Linked DNA regions of Mus musculus: regions 2, 3 and 4 are each linked to region 1. The links are chromatin contacts, called in public Hi-C and HiChIP or PLAC-seq maps. All regions are on one chromosome and are shown on one strand. The core of a region is the stretch at or near the end of the contact, and the rest is flanking DNA. Distances in the headings are between cores, read along the strand shown.

Region 1 (3,712 bases), core at 781-3,280:
ATGTGCATCCTGCATGTAAAAATCAATTTGCTTTCATGTGTTACATTAAAAACTAGACATAATCTAAAGATTTAAGAGGTAGATGAAGATATAAACACTGTTAGAACACCATGTATACACTTAGCATGGTATTATGTTAAGCGAAAAAATCTTAATGGATACAAAATTGGTTCAAACTCATTACGTCTCCATACAAGTCAGCTATTCATAAAGGCAGAGGCTAGTCCATGTAGCACAGCCTGACAGACATCACTTCTCCTCTGAGAACTCTCCAGGTGGGTCTGCTTCCTTTCAGTGACAGGTGGAGCTAAACACATTACAGAGTCCTCTGTCACAAACCCTTTCTCCACTTTCACCAAATTTTTATTGTTTATAACAGAAAATTAAAAGAAAATCTTTGTGTGCACATGTACCATGTATATGTGCGTGAACACATGTGTGTGGAAGTCAAAGGATGACCACGCATGTCAGTTCCCACCTTCACAGAATTTGAGGCAGGGTATCTTGTTTGCTGTGTATGCTAGGCTCGCTGGCCTGCTGGCTTCTGACCTCCCCTTAAGAGCACTGAATTACAAACAACTGTGTATGACTAAGTTAAACTTAAAGAGGGCTCTGGGGATCTGAACTCAGGTCTTGTGTTTGTAGGGCAACCTTTGTCACTGAATGATTACCTCAGCCCCTAAGAACAGAAAGGCTCTTCACTTACTTTTTAACTCTCAGAATTTAGAGGCTTTAAGGATAGCCTCAAAAGTGTCAGTTGGGTGGCCTCTACTTCCTGAAGTTGTCTGCTCCCTTGTCAGGAAACGAAGATACTCATACTGCTTCGTGCTCACCCCTTCACAATTGAATCTATTCCAGTTGCTGTAAAAATATTTCTCTCTGGGCAAATATCTGTGAATATTAAATCTGTACCCTAGGTCCAGACCCAGGTTCCAACAGTTTGTTAAATATCTCCTTACATATCCATTCTTCATAAACTCTCAGCACCCCTGGACATTCAGCTCCCTTCCCATGGCTTTCTATGGCACCCCTTTGCTGTCTATGAATGAAATCGAAGGACCAAGTCTGTCAAGATTTTGTCAAATGCCCCAGGAAACTCCATCTTTTCCTGTCTTCAGTATTGCTTCTGCTTCCGGAAGAACAGCACCTGGCTTGCCTCCCAAGCCCGTGGTGTGTGTTTCCTTTTCATCTGAAGAATCCATATCTGGATCCACTCGGGAGCTCTTTCCTGGTGCCTTCCCATTAGATATACAGCCTCACTTTTGAAACATCACGATACTCATCTTTAATGGGTTATACAGTAATAATTACACACAGCCTGTGCATATTATATGCGTTCGGCTGGACCACGTGGCTTTGTTAGTGATTTTAGCATATGTAGTGCTCTCAGACAGTCTGAGCTAGTGTTGCTTTAGTTCAGAGGCCTAAGCGGGTAAGAAGCAGACTCCCTGAACGAACTCCCTCTAACCAAGCCACTGAAAAGCTCTGAACACTGGGAATTCTAAACGTGCGAATCAAGGTAAGACAGTTGAACCAATACATTAACTGTTATAAAATCTATCTGTCCCTCACGCCAGTTAGTCTTACTGAACAAAAAACAGCCAACTGCTACACGTACCCTCCTTTGTACAGGTGAGGGGATTTAAAATCTAATGGCTCTCATAATAAAGTCTATCTGGATTCAAGAAACAGTTTTAAAACCATTTATTTGTGAAGGAAACAATCTTAGGTTTAGAAGTTGGCAGGAACTGCAAAAGCTTTTTAGTTGACTGAAATTAAAAAAAAAAAAAAATCCAAACACTTCTTAGCACAGGCACTTCCCTTATGAAACAAATTGCCTGAAAGCAAAGCACAGCACTTTGTGCACAATGGGTGTGAGTCCTCCTGCCACCAAAGGGGGCAGGCGGGGGGGGGGGGGGAGATAGCAGAATCATTTGCATTTCTATAGTTTCTTTGTATACCCACATTCCAAAAGCATTTCACAAAGCAGCAAATACGTCAGCGCACTGCCTGGCCTGGGCAGTCAGAAGCTCCGAGTACAGCACAGGTCCCCACCCTGCTGTGAACCAGGGTGCAATACCACCCTACACAGAGTGGAGGGGACGCGCTTTTCCCTGCTTCTAATCACTTGAGTAAATGTGGTTCATATTTGCCGGACTTCCCTCCAAAACACTCACTGTTCTCTCATTCTAGGCAAAGGGCCCGTGCATCAATTGCTATCCAGTTCCTTGGATGCCTACAAAACTCATCTCTCCAAATGTACAAGATGCCATAAAGAAGCGGTTTCCACAGCACAGCAGGGGCCAGATACCCAGGAAGTAATAGGCAGGAAAGCAGATCCCCACAGTTTAGTTAGTTCTGTTTCAGGGGCGTCGGCCAGGGGTAACTCCGTCTACGCCCCCGAGATACAAAGATGGACTTTTGCTGTGTGAATTTGATGCTTCCTGTCCTTGGCTCAGAGCCCTCTGCAAATGGGGGCCCTGGGCCAGTGTCTGCTGTAGTCCAGGCAGCAGCTATGAGTGTCCTCCAGGGGTCACAGTTGGGTTGTAAATCCCTCACTAGGCATGGCCTGAGCAGCCTTCTTGGGAACGATTTATTTGAATCCTTCTTCATTACGATTCAAATAGAATAAGGAAGGTAAAAATTGAACAGACCCAGAAATTGTGCCTTCCTGCTCCCTCAGTCAGTAAACATTTATTCACTAAACTGAGCGCGCGCGCCCCTGGCTTCTCTCTCCCGGTCTTGGCTCACCCACACTTGTTCCTCCAGTCCTTCCTGCATACTGTTTTAATGCATAATTAAGAAGGTCAGAATTAATGAAGCCGTGCGGAGTAAAGTTCAAGGAATCCCCAGGTACTATTTATTCTATTAGATCTCAGGCGTGAATGTCAGATTGGCAGCATTAGCTGCAGGGTCTTTGGCCCTGGCTACATCCCAGGGACCACCCACCCAGGGAGACTCACTTGAACCGTCAGGTGATTCGGAAGCTCCTTCCCGGCAAAAATCACACGCAGCTGGTCAGCTGGAACCCCCTGTCGCTTAGCAACCACTTCCTTGAGCTGCAAGATGCTGGTGTCAGAATCGACCTCCACTGGGAAGCCATAGCTGGAGTTGAACCTGACAAACACTAGACAAGACCAGGGGCAGAGAGAGAAGAAAGAATATTACTCCAAACCCTTAATGGCCAGTGAAATGTCTCTGAAGCAGCTTGCCCCTCACCTGCCCTCCAGTGCATGGCATATATTTTCTTCCATTTATCACAGAGCATAAATTTATAGTATAGAGCAGTAGTTAGAAAAAAGACAAAACAAAACAAAACAACAACAACAAAAAAAAAAACAAACAAAACCAAAAACAGTTTCCCCTAGGTGTTTTTCCCTAGGTGTTTTCCTGCTCAGACCCTGGTCAGTGACCTGCAGACTACGGCAGTTTTGTGCCTTTCACAGCCCTCCTGGAACAGAGGGAGTAAAGCGGAGAACTTGCTTGATTGGAATCTCAAGATTCCCATGAGTGTATAGACTATTCTGCTCCAAAAGACTGAACAAATGCTCACTCCCTCCGCAGAGTCCTTTGCATAAAACTCAAAGGCAGCATGTGGATGCCCCAGAAAGAAATGGTGGAAATGGAAGCCACTGTGTAGACAGCTGAAGAGAGCTTGGGGCCTATGAAAGAACTCTGGGCAAGGTTTTGAATCTAGGTTCTGTGAAGAGTT
Region 2 (3,712 bases), core at 521-3,020, 630 kb after region 1:
ATGGGTGATTGTTTCCAATTCTAAGAAGGGGCAAAGTGTCCACACTTTGGTCTTCGTTTTTCTTCAGTTCCATGTGTTTTGCAAATTATATCTTATATCTCGGATATACTAAGTTTCTGGGCTAATATCCACTTATCAATGAGTACATATCATTTGAGTTCTTTTGTGATTGTGTTACCTCTCTCAGGATGATGCCCTCCAGGTCCAACCATTTGCCTAGGAATTTCATAAATTCATTCTTTTTAATAGCTGAGTAGTACTCCATTGTGTAAATGTACCACATTTTCTGTATCCATTCCTCTGTTGAGGGGCATCTGGGTTCTTTCCAGCTTCTGGCTATTATAAATAAGGCTGCTATGAACATAGTGGAGCATGTGTCCTTCTTACCGGTTGGGACATCTGGATGTATGCCCAGGAGAGGTATTGTGGGATCCTCCGGTAGTACTAGCATTACAATATCTTTAAGGACCTTGAGCTGTTTCTTCAACTTGAGGAGTCTGAATATGAGAAAACTAGGAATTTATAAACAGTCATTCCATCAACTAAGACAAGAGGCAGTGGCCCAGAACTCAGGAGTTCTAATCCCAGCCCCTTGTGCTTTCCAAAGCCATGCAGACAGACAGCTTGGACACAGCCCATCTGGAGAGCAGCAGGACCTCGTGTTCTGTGGTGAAACCAGAACATGGCTTCTTAGCAACTCTCCCAGGAGTTCTGTGCTCCTGGAGGCCACTGGCCAACTATCCCCACCCGCTTTGCTTATGCAGATGTTTCTTGGTTGTTAAGATCAGTTAGATGTACCACCCATGGGTCCTCCAAACCCAGCTCCCCCGCTGGCATGCTCAGCCCCGACACTTGCACCTAGCCTATGAGTGTCTCTGTTACAGCTCCCATCTTCCAGATGTCCTAAGGTCCTCTCGCATCCCCATGTACTGACTCAACTGACCCAGCCTGCTGTTACTCCAGTCACTCCACCCATGCCTCACTTTGGGCCTGGGAGGAGACTAGCTTCTAGAACCTTCTACTCTGGCATTGGGTTCTGAGCACTGCTTCTCATCTTTTACTTGTTCCCTTTTCTATGTCCCTCCTCCCCAGCATGTGTCCCTTCCCCTTCTAGAAGGTGGGGGGAATTCTCCCACAGCACTCCTCTGAGGCTGAGGGATGAGGAGGGAAGCTGGAGAGGAAGGAAGGTTTCCATGCTGTGGCCCTCTGGAAGGCCTCATGAGTCCCAAAGGTCAAAACACTCGCGCCCTCGTAAAGAGGATTCTCCTCTCCTCACAGGGCCAGAAAGCCCTTCAGCTCCTCCAGCCCAGGTATCCTGTCGCGTCCATGTTAGACAGGTCTGCTTTCCATCTTTGGGGGCCCTCTATGGTGTCACCCACTGCTCAGGCACTGCGGGCCTCTGCTCACTGCCATCCAGGCTGTCCCCAGAGCCCCTTTCCCATCATCGGGTCCCTTGCAGGCCCCCGCCCCACCTCTCTCTTCCCCCTTCCTTCCGGCACCAAGCACATGGGCGGGGATCGTCCTTGGTCCCTTCTAAGCCTCACAAAGAACAAGGGCCGGTTGGTCTCTAACCCTGCCATTACTCACAGCTCAATGCTCTAAAGCGCCGAGGTTTTCCTGCCCCTTCTTCCCATAGCCCTGGCAATTGTACTCCCTCGGCCACAGTCATTCTATCTCGATTCCTAATTGCCATTGTAGAAATCTGTGCCTAGCTGAAGCTTGGGGAGCTGCCAATCTGTGCCCTCCCTTCAGATGTAAATGTGTTATGCAAATGCAGCCTGGGGCCCAGAGTGGGACCCCGTGGCCATCCCTGGATAGAGACAGGAAAAGAACACCGCGGGCCAGGGATGCAGAAAACTAAGACAATGCCCCACCCTTCTTCAATGCTGGCTGCTGGGAGAAGACTTCCTGTCTCCACGCTTCCCCCGCCCACTCCCAAGGCTCACACAGACTGCTACTTGGGGGTCACTGTTCCTTGGCATGTGTGGCCCTAGGAACCTGGGCATGCTGCTTAACTGTACTTCTCCAAGATCTCAGGACCCTAAAGGGGAGGGTGACATTATGTACAGATCCCTTCTTTAATCACCTGTCTGAACAGGACATTAAAATCGGTTGTAGCTAGTGGCACTGTATCAGCACAGATACCTTGCCATCCCAAGGAAAGAAAACTTTGAAAAGGGGTTGTATGGCCATTTTCAGTAGAGGCCTTTCCTTCTCTGTCTTGGCTGCCCCCATCCGTGGGGTCCTAAGCTATCACCTGTCACCCTCACTTCTGCCTCCTTGCTCTTGGACCCAGAAAGACCCAGAAAACTGTCCCCTCTCTAGGCATTAGCTGACTCAGAGGGTTCCTTGGATCTCTAACAGCAACCTAGTCCACAGAAAGCTCTCAGCCCATCAATTCATAAGCCCTCCAGACCATTAGGCATGTGACTTTGGGCTCTGCTGTGCCAGGGGCTCTTCTAAGCTATGGGCGGGATAAATTTATGAACCTTTTTGCCTGGGACCAGTGCTTCCAGCTTCACGGTTGTTTATTGGTATTATCATTGGATGTGAGGGGAAAAATTACCAATAGAAATGTACTCTGAACTAAACTAAACTCTGGGAAAATGCCCCCAGCCCGTGGTATTGAGCTGTTTGTCCTTACTCAAAATGTAGCATTATTTAAATCCACAGCCCCGCCATATCGTTCCGAATTTGGGAGAAGGCAAAAGGAACTCCTTCAACCCTGGAATATCATTTATGCTGTAAAGTGCTTTAAAAAATCAAAAACCTTTCAAGTGAAATTAACTTAAGAGGGAGTGATTTCTTAGCTCCCGCCTGCCCCTCAGCATCCTGGGAAGAGAACCTATGTAGAAATGTGCACTTGAACTCGCAGTCCAGGGGGAATCTCCTTCATGTAGCTTCAAGGTAGATCTGTAATTATCCAACAGCTCACAGCCCCTGATCAAACGGGATCTCTCTGATCCTCTTAGAGAAGACACCACCTCTCTTTTTTTCATGTCTATCAACAAATCACAAATTAGCACATGTCTATGAAAGCCATTTATGGCTTGGCCTGTCTCTCAGATGTGCCATGGGCATGCCGTTATGCCCTCCCTTGCACTGGTTCCATCCAGACCTGCAGACAGAAGTCTGCAGGGATGTTTCTCAGGGAAAACAGACCTAGTTTGCCTAAAATGTGAATTTGTCTGATAATGTGAAAAGCAAATATGTATTCTTGCCTCAAGGCCTGAGGTTTTAACAACTTCTAAGTTGGAGAGTTTGCCGCTGCACCCCACATGACCACCTCCCTCCACCCCCACCCCCCAGACATGTTACTTGTAGCCAAGACTTTGAGGAAAGGGAGCCAGAAGCTGATGACTGTAACAATGGACCCCATTCCCCAAAGAAGAGCAGCTCGCTGGAGCATGTGCCTCCACCACAGAGTCTAGGCCTGAGGGGGGAATCACATGACAGCCACATTTGCCTTTCCCCTTGAGGACAACCTACGGAGCACACTGCCTGCCGGGGACCAGAACCCCATGCCAGTGAAGGCCTCCTACCCTGAAACACAGCAGTTGCACACGTTCTTCCCCTCTGGTTACAAAAGCCGTTGGCAGTCTCTGTCGGCTGCGCAGGCAGCAGCAGTGGGAAATGGCCTCACGGGAGGCGCATTACACTTTCCCACCAAGATCAGGAAGTAATGACCTAGAGTAAGGTTAAAAATGGCATC
Region 3 (3,712 bases), core at 419-2,918, 580 kb after region 1:
GGAAGAAGATAATAGGTAGGGAGTGAGCTGGCTGGCAGCAAAGAGGTTCCAGCTAGATATGAGGAGCAGGCAGACCCTGCAGGAAGATATTGAGCCTAATGCACTGGGGTCACTGGCTAAGGTCCATGTGGTGCTCATCTGAAGACCCTTCCCAACAGCCCCAGGGACTTAAAGAATGCTCCTCACAACGTGCATTCACCCTAGAGCAGCCAAGCCTGATCTCTTCTCCCCCTTTCTTCTGATTGTTCCTCATTGCTCAGAAAGAATTGTGAGAAGAGAAGTCAGCAAGAACAATGGAACCTCGGGAAATTTTGTTCCATGAACCAGAGCTGAAACGGGGCAAAAGCAACACTACCTTCACAGTCACGTGGTCCCTTGGTACCCTACGAGACAGAGCAAGGATAACTCAGTTTCCCTTCCCGGGCTGTTTCTATCTGGCTGTAACTGTTGTCACTCATGCTGACATTAGCAGCCCCATCATGCTTCTCTGGAGCTCATGGTTGTTCACACACAAAGTTCTCGTCACCCACCCATCGCTCAAAAACAGCCCAACCAGGAAATACCTTCCTTGCCTGGTATTGCTTGCAGGTTGGAGCTTACAGTGTTATTTATATTATATTGTTTTTGTTGTTGTTGTCTTTTTTTAAATTTTATTTTACTGTTATTCCAGTGACTTGGGGGCATACTGCTGAGATGGACTTTAAGTAAGGCTTTTTAATTAACCCTTAGTAGTAGATAATGGTAGAGCAGACAAATTCCACTTCCTTGGCTATTCTAGATTAAATATTTCACGATTAGGAGGGAGAAAATAAATCAGCAGTGTCCCTTCCCACCCTCCAGCCTAAGGCTTTCTCAACCTCTAGATCAAATGCTGTGAGATAGTCTCTCCAAGGGGTTCAAGTCTTGGTGCCAGCTCACCCTCACTTCCTCTGACATCCACGTCTATCCGTGATGCCTCCTTTGTGCCTGGTAAGACCCATACCCAGCCACTCCCCCTTCCCCTTCCACACCCCTTCTTGAACTCCTGTGCCGCCCCCTCAGGTGAGCCCTGCTAGAGACAGTGTCTGTGCTATCATCTAGGGAAGTGGTGGCTTCTCTGTGGCCTTGGAGGACCTCTCTCTGGAAGGCTCCTTCTAGCTGTCAGGTTTCAGAGGCCCATTTTCAGCCCTAAGGTCCTCCATTCTAGCCTTTCCCTCCCCAACTTCCCCTCCTCTCAGCTGGACATCGTCCGTCTAGATTATCTATGGTCACTCCATGAAGCCATGTGTGTCTTTGCTCTTACTCTGCCTGTCACCTGAAAGGCTACCTTCTCCACTCTCACCATCAGCCACAAGACCTCTCTGTGTTAGGGCCGTGCAGAATTTGCTAAAACATTTACACCCATCTCTTTCTAACTTGAGGATAGCCTATCTTAGGGGCCTATCTTGCTTGTCACACAGGTGGCATGCCCTACAATAGACTATATGCTTCCTGAAGACTATCTCACTCCTGTCCCTTACTCTATCCCCCTTCCCAGCCATCACTGCCTTCAGTGGACAAGCCCTGAGGAGCTGCTGAGTTGCCTCTAATTAATTCTGTTTTTAACAGATTCTGGCGAAGGATGTCACAAGCTTGCTTTTATAACCAAAGAATGCACAGTTGTGCAGCTGTCCCGGGTCTCTCAGATCTGGGGTAGGGTGGGAGGGTACAAAATAGGGAGACTCCTCAGAAGCCAGCTGACTACTGGTCAAACCAGGTGCAAGTTGGGAAAAAAATCTATAGTGAATGAAGAAAAACAAGAAGCCCAGTGGGAAGGACATGGGCGGCCTTGCAGAAGCGCTGCTGAGCATCATCTTTAGAGAGAATACAGGATCATTTCAGCTCCCTTGTTGACTGATTTGTGTGTTCTTCCTACAGATACTTCCAGAAAAAGACCTATTGTTCACATTCCCCCATGCCGACACAGCACCCATTGTTTATATCCCTAATCACAGTGCGCATTGCTAGATCTGTGGGCTCAGGGACAGGCTGTGTCTCCCCCACCACATCCCTAGACAGTGAATACTGTGTTCTTTATCTCTTATCACAGCCCTTTTGTCAAACATTTCATGGATTTTTTTTCCCACTAGACAAATCTGTAGTTTGTTATCAACAATAAAAATGCCTATTGCCTTGTTTTTAAGCATTTAAACTTTAGAGTGTATGTCTCAAGACAAGCGTGAATTAAAGTGCTTACTCCGTTTTAAATACAAGAATTTTATGATAAGACACGTAGCTAAGTTTCTTTACCATGTTGCTCAAATGGAGCTGTGTTTTGGCTCCATGAACGTGTGTTTTATTGGGCATGTCTGTATTTCTGAGGGAGGAGGGCTGTGACCCCTGACTCACAGGCTGCCGTGGTGAGGGACCTGTCAGGTTTAGACAGGTGCAGATACCTGTGACTCGGCTGCACAAGGCCATCACTAGACCAGGTCTCCAGCATAGAAAAGATCAAACATACCCCCATTCCCAAGATCTCCATTTTCCAAGTGCCCACGACTTCTTCCTATTCGTTAATTCATAAGGTTGATCGCAAAGTCTGTGGGAAAGAAAAGCCTCTAAAGAAACATAATAAATGCAACACTTTCCTGGTTTAAAAATGACAATATGTTGTCTGCTACAAGCATCTCAAGCCTTTAATTCAAATGAATATTTATAGCAAAGAAATAAAATAAGTCCCTAGCACATTGGCATATAACTTCAGGGCAATCTTAAAGTACCCACATTTTTAAGTTGCTGATGAAGTCTACAAAGTTTTAATGTGACTCTTTATATTTCTTATGAATGCAAATTATACACTATGTAATTTGTGCGCTAATCATTTCCCTGCAGCTTCTCTTTGATTGGGAACGGAAATGGTACCAGTCTTTCAGATGCCCAAAGGAAAATAAAAAATAAATTTAAAAAAACCTATGGTTTTTCCCTCAGATGTGTTCTGATATACTGGTCTAACTTTTCAGAGCTACGTGGATAGAGTTAGGGGTCTTGGTGGCCCCTCTATTTTGGTTCTAGGTGGACTGCTACGCGGCCCCTGTTCCAATGTGAAACTCCACTGGCAAAGAAACTCTTCTTAGTCCCTGTAAGACCAGGAGGGGTGGAGGGACAGTGATGCTGACGGAGCTAACTGGGAACCCGAGACTTAGCCAGCCTCATGAAAGGCCTCCTGGAGATGGAGATGCTGAGTGAAGACCAGGTGCTTCCCATCTGTTTGGATTCAGTGACTCTTCCTCAAAGACAGCTTTTAAAGTTCTCATATTCCAAGTTAAAGATTTATACCTGCACTTTGTGTTTTCAAAGTATTCCTAAAATCACTTCAAGCAAAATGATATTTTAACTGTAGTGTATATTTTAAAGTTTCTGAGAGAAGAGAGAGAGAGAGAGAGAGAGAGAGAGAGAGAGAGAGAGAGAGAGAGAGCTCCTCTAATCCATGTTGGATATAAGACTATTCACATGACTCACATTTGGCAATCTATGGAGTCACCTGTGATGCAAAACCCATGTCTGATAGACCACAGCTTCCCTTGATCTCCACAGGAAGCCATGGTTTGGGGAGATGCGACCCACGGCCATCTCTACTCTGATATCCTAGCACTACAGCTGCCCCGTGTTCCCTCTCTTCCCACTCTTCCTTGTTCTTTTTGGCTCCTCCACCTTCTCTTTCTCCTTCTTTTCTTTCCTCTTTGTATCTTTCTGT
Region 4 (3,712 bases), core at 647-3,146, 540 kb before region 1:
GCTGTTGACGGTCGTGGGTGGATGTGAAGAAAAGTACAGATTCCCAGGGAAAGGCTGGGGGGCTGCCTAAGACAAAGGGATTCAAAGTGGGACCTGGACGCCATCCCACTCCACACCCCCTATGGAAGCATGCTCACCCGGCTTCCCTGGCTCTTGTTTACTCTGTGACACTGCGATCAGAATTTGTCACTCTGGGAGTTACATCTGATGTTACAGCCTGGAGCAGAGCTGAACCAAAATAAACAATCTGCTCTCTTCTGCTTAGACTAATAGGACAGTGATGTAAGGCCCTGCACTGAAGTGCTTCCCCTCCCAGCGCTGCGGCCCTCAGTGGAGCTACCGCGGGAGATGGGAAATGGGAAGTGGGGCTGGTTTCCAGTGCTGGGGAGGGTTGGGCAGGGCCGGTGGAAGTTTCACATTTGCCTTGGTCTGTACCCGGTGGAGTCACCAAGATGGGAGAGTGAGCTTTCAAGCTGCAGACGCCGAAGCCTTTTTCATTGAATTCTTCCTGAGCCTGGTGACCTCCGAGTCTGGATTCTGTGCACACGCAGACTAGCTGTGGGAGTTTTCATTATAACTCACAGAGAAGGTGGGCGGCTTGCAATGCCTGTAGGTTTAAGCTGCCCACAGAGGCATTTCCAGTTGTCTTAAACACTCCATACATGGCACACAGCGTGCGTGCGCACACACACACACACACACGCACGCACACACACACACACACACACACACACACACACACAGGGGTGAGGGCGGGCGCTGGGGAGGGAGAGATGCTTGCTAGCATTTGCCATTCTTGCTGGCTTTAGCCACTGAGACAACAGGCTCTAGACAGCGCTCCTACAATCGGCTTCAGGATGGATTTAGATCATCACTCTTCAAATTCTGTCGGGAGCACCAAGGGCTCTCTCCTGCCCTCCTCTTCCTGTCTCTCCACCTCTTCCTCCCATGACTCCCTCACCCCCTCTCTCTAACTCCCCACCATGTTCCAGGAATCTCATATTCACCTGTAGCACACACAGGCTCCTGATGCCAGTGATGTGAGTTCCCTAACCTGTTTTCAGCCCTGATGCAAGGGAGTTTCCATATATGATTGGGTTGAAACTGTCAGCCGAGTGGCCTGGATTGAGTCTGGCCTCGTACATGCAATCAGTGTACAGTTTTGTCATCTCATGCTCAGTGAAGTGTGAATGAGAACACAGTGAGCTTGCACGAACAAGAACGGAGGTAACATAGGTTCCCTTTGATAAACAGGTACTTTCAACCTTCAGCGTTTTCTCTGAGTTGTGAAGGATATGTGGTTTCAAGTCTCTGAGTGAGGGCTTTCTTCCCTCTGAAATAAACATTATGATCAGCTAAGATACCTGGGAGGAAAAAAATGTGGGAAGGAAGACTTCCCATCCACTTGTAAGCTCCTCTGGCCACTCCCTCCCCCGTCACATCCCTATGTCTGGGAGAGCTGTTCGGTTCCTAGCTTCTCAGGCTTTTCTGCTCCCAAGCTTCCATAGAGAGTGAAGCTATGTGAACCCCAGAGTTACTGATGCCACATCTGTGAATCGGGTGAGCCCATTCAACTGTGGATCTGGCTCGCCTTCCTCCAATGCAGTTCTCGCCCGCACCCCTGTGACAGTCAATGGCTCACACTATTAACTCATTCCTGCTCCCCCTCAGCCGTGCTTCTAGACAAATCGGGGCATGGGGGTAGGGGGTGGGTGTGGCACAGGGCAGCCAATTTGTTGGTGACATCCTAAGGGGAAAAAAAATGTGCTGTGGCCAGTCTTTTGTTCCAAGTGATGTCTCCTTCAAACATCCTCCAGCTTTCTGGATAGGCTGATGGAAAATTCCCTGGTCTGCAAGTCTGTGAGCTTTTCCATTCTTCAACTCAGAAAATGAATAAACAGGAAGAGAAGACAGAAAGAAAATACACCGTTCTGCCCCTAGGTGGGGCCACTGCCCACATGTGCCGCGTGTCGGTGCATTAAAATTCGCTTTTCTTGCAGTGAGGCCAAGTTCAGGTAGCAACGGAGAACTGATAATGTAAAATGAACTTTGAGCTGCTGTAAGAAAGTCTTCAGTCCCACGGACCTCACTCATAGGTCCTAGGACTCCTTGAATTCCCCTATTTGTCTTTTAAAACGTATGTCCTTATTCAAGCATAAACGGCTGGAAACACCCCAGCATCTGTTCTCGAAGGATGGGCTGTGGGCAATAAGAACCTAACAGCAGGGAGATAGTTTACAAAATATTTGGTCAAACAAAGGCGAATGTCAATCTGTCTGTCTGGGGGATAGGTGTGAGGATCCCAGAGCCACTAGCTGCAGCAATTTTGATTAAAGGAAGTATAGGAATAACTGCTCATACAGCTTTCAGCCTGTGAGTTCGACCTATAGTCTGTGGGGGCACATGAACCCCAGGATACCTATGAATGTAGCCTGGTACAGAATTACAAACTTCCTTAACACATTAGAGGGAGAGACTCTATTTTCTTACTGTCTTCGTGAATTGATTGTGTGGTTACAAGATGGAGGGTACATTTGATTGGGGTTGGGAGAAAGGAAGGCATGGCGGACAGGGTAGCTTGATGTTGGTGGCTGAGATGCCTCATCTCTGGAATGGGAAACAGAGAAAGTAGGATGTGCTACAGGCTTCTTCCTCTTTCCTTTCACTCTTTTTATTCACTCATGGGCTTTGCCCATAGAAAGGCTTTTCACTTCACTTTGCTATCACAGACACACCCAAGGTATGCTTCATTGATTCCCTGAGTGGTGTTTCTTAGTCCAACCGAGTGAACAAAGTCAACCTAACATACCAGGATATTAAGAAATTTGTTCAGGGCTGGAGAGATGGCTCAGGGATTAAGAGAACTTTCTGTTCTTGCAGAGGACCTGATTTCTGCTCCCAGCCTCACAGTTACCTAGAGCTGCAGCTCCTGGGGCATGTCACACCTCTGGCTTCCGTGGGTACCTGCACTGGTAGTCAGGTACAACCCTTTATGGAGACAAAAGGATAAACAGCAGTGTGGAGGGGTGAGAAATGGCAGGAAGCACAGGGAGGAATCTGTTCAATATACAATATATACTTTAAAGTCTGAAACCTTTAGACATGAAAGAAAGAAATTTCTCTGAAATGATCCCATAAACTCTTAACACATGATCAAATTCTAAAACCTCAGCTTTAGCCCTAAAAAAAAAAAAAAAAAAAAAAAAAGCCACAAAGGTGCCTGCTCACGGGAGGCCTTGGGACTGGATCTGTGCCCCTCATGGTCCAGAAAGACTTGGGTGACCACCCCAGAACACCTACATTTGACCTTGTCCTTCCAGCCCCTGGCACTATAGAATCCATTCTCATTATTCCTCCCTAGCAAGGCTGTCCTGGGCTGTCCTTATGTGAAATGTTCTCTAGACCCAGTCTAGATGGCAGCCCACAACTCAGAAATATCTCTAGTCATCTTTCTTCTTCACCCTGGTGCCATCAGAGCCCTGCAGAGCGGGGACCAGTGGCCTTGCTAATCTGCTGCAGGACAGTGACATGGCTGTTACACTGCTGTAGAACTGCAGTCCTAGAGCGAATGGCACAGTGGGTACTCTCTTCACGGACATGGTAAGAGTGAGCTGTGACAATGGAGGAGTGCAGGGGCGGCAACCAGAGTGACCAGGCAGCATGCCCTAAGTGCAACATCTCCAGAGCTTGAAGTGATACACTGGAGCTGTAC

Evidence for each region. Hi-C and Micro-C count contacts between places; a contact is called where the count stands out from the background. HiChIP or PLAC-seq counts read pairs in DNA pulled down with a chosen protein or histone mark.
Region 2: an H3K27ac HiChIP or PLAC-seq map of stem cell-derived neural progenitor cells shows a contact between it and region 1, with 4 times the contacts expected there. The contact joins two enhancer-like sites. A contact is called at or near these places in 1 of 39 promoter capture datasets (cranial neural crest) and 2 of 115 datasets of contacts at active chromatin or transcription factors (astrocytes and stem cell-derived neural progenitor cells).
Region 3: a contact with region 1 is called in an H3K27ac HiChIP or PLAC-seq map of stem cell-derived neural progenitor cells, with 7 times the contacts expected there. The contact joins two enhancer-like sites. A contact is called at or near these places in 4 of 39 promoter capture datasets (cranial neural crest, frontonasal cranial neural crest, maxillary cranial neural crest and 1 more), 1 of 484 Hi-C or Micro-C datasets (neural progenitor cells) and 1 of 115 datasets of contacts at active chromatin or transcription factors (stem cell-derived neural progenitor cells).
Region 4: a contact with region 1 is called in a Hi-C map of brain, with 4 times the contacts expected there. The contact joins two enhancer-like sites. A contact is called at or near these places in 1 of 39 promoter capture datasets (hippocampal neurons), 12 of 484 Hi-C or Micro-C datasets (the N1E-115 cell line, brain, cerebellar granule neurons and 6 more), 4 of 115 datasets of contacts at active chromatin or transcription factors (astrocytes, embryonic basal ganglia, forebrain and 1 more) and 1 of 9 other capture datasets (embryonic stem cells).

The regions. Positions count from the first base shown.
Region 1 is chr17:11,066,544-11,070,255 of GRCm38.p6, reverse strand. Prkn (parkin RBR E3 ubiquitin protein ligase) reads right to left here. Exons shown (of 12, transcript NM_016694.4): 2 at 2,964-3,127. Among named protein-coding and RNA genes, the nearest start is that of Gm41526, 65 kb to the left of the region's middle. Within about 2 kb of position 2,030, at least 82 of the 459 cell types and tissues checked have an H3K27ac peak or open chromatin away from gene starts, as enhancers often do. A contact at or near this core is called in brain, cortical neurons, forebrain and 2 more, where this site is marked.
Region 2 is chr17:10,439,724-10,443,435 of GRCm38.p6, reverse strand. The region is part of intron 4 of Pacrg (PARK2 co-regulated); the gene reads left to right. Among named protein-coding and RNA genes, the nearest start is that of A230009B12Rik, 15 kb to the left of the region's middle. Within about 2 kb of position 1,770, at least 44 of the 459 cell types and tissues checked have an H3K27ac peak or open chromatin away from gene starts, as enhancers often do. A contact at or near this core is called in stem cell-derived neural progenitor cells, where this site is marked.
Region 3 is chr17:10,482,322-10,486,033 of GRCm38.p6, reverse strand. All of the region lies in intron 4 of Pacrg (PARK2 co-regulated), which reads left to right. The region is part of intron 1 of A230009B12Rik (RIKEN cDNA A230009B12 gene); the gene reads right to left. Among named protein-coding and RNA genes, the nearest start is that of Gm16168, 9.0 kb to the left of the region's middle. Within about 2 kb of position 1,668, at least 33 of the 459 cell types and tissues checked have an H3K27ac peak or open chromatin away from gene starts, as enhancers often do. A contact at or near this core is called in neural progenitor cells and stem cell-derived neural progenitor cells, where this site is marked.
Region 4 is chr17:11,609,880-11,613,591 of GRCm38.p6, reverse strand. The region is part of intron 6 of Prkn (parkin RBR E3 ubiquitin protein ligase); the gene reads right to left. Among named protein-coding and RNA genes, the nearest start is that of Gm41525, 53 kb to the left of the region's middle. Within about 2 kb of position 1,896, at least 14 of the 459 cell types and tissues checked have an H3K27ac peak or open chromatin away from gene starts, as enhancers often do. A contact at or near this core is called in brain, cortical neurons and forebrain, where this site is marked.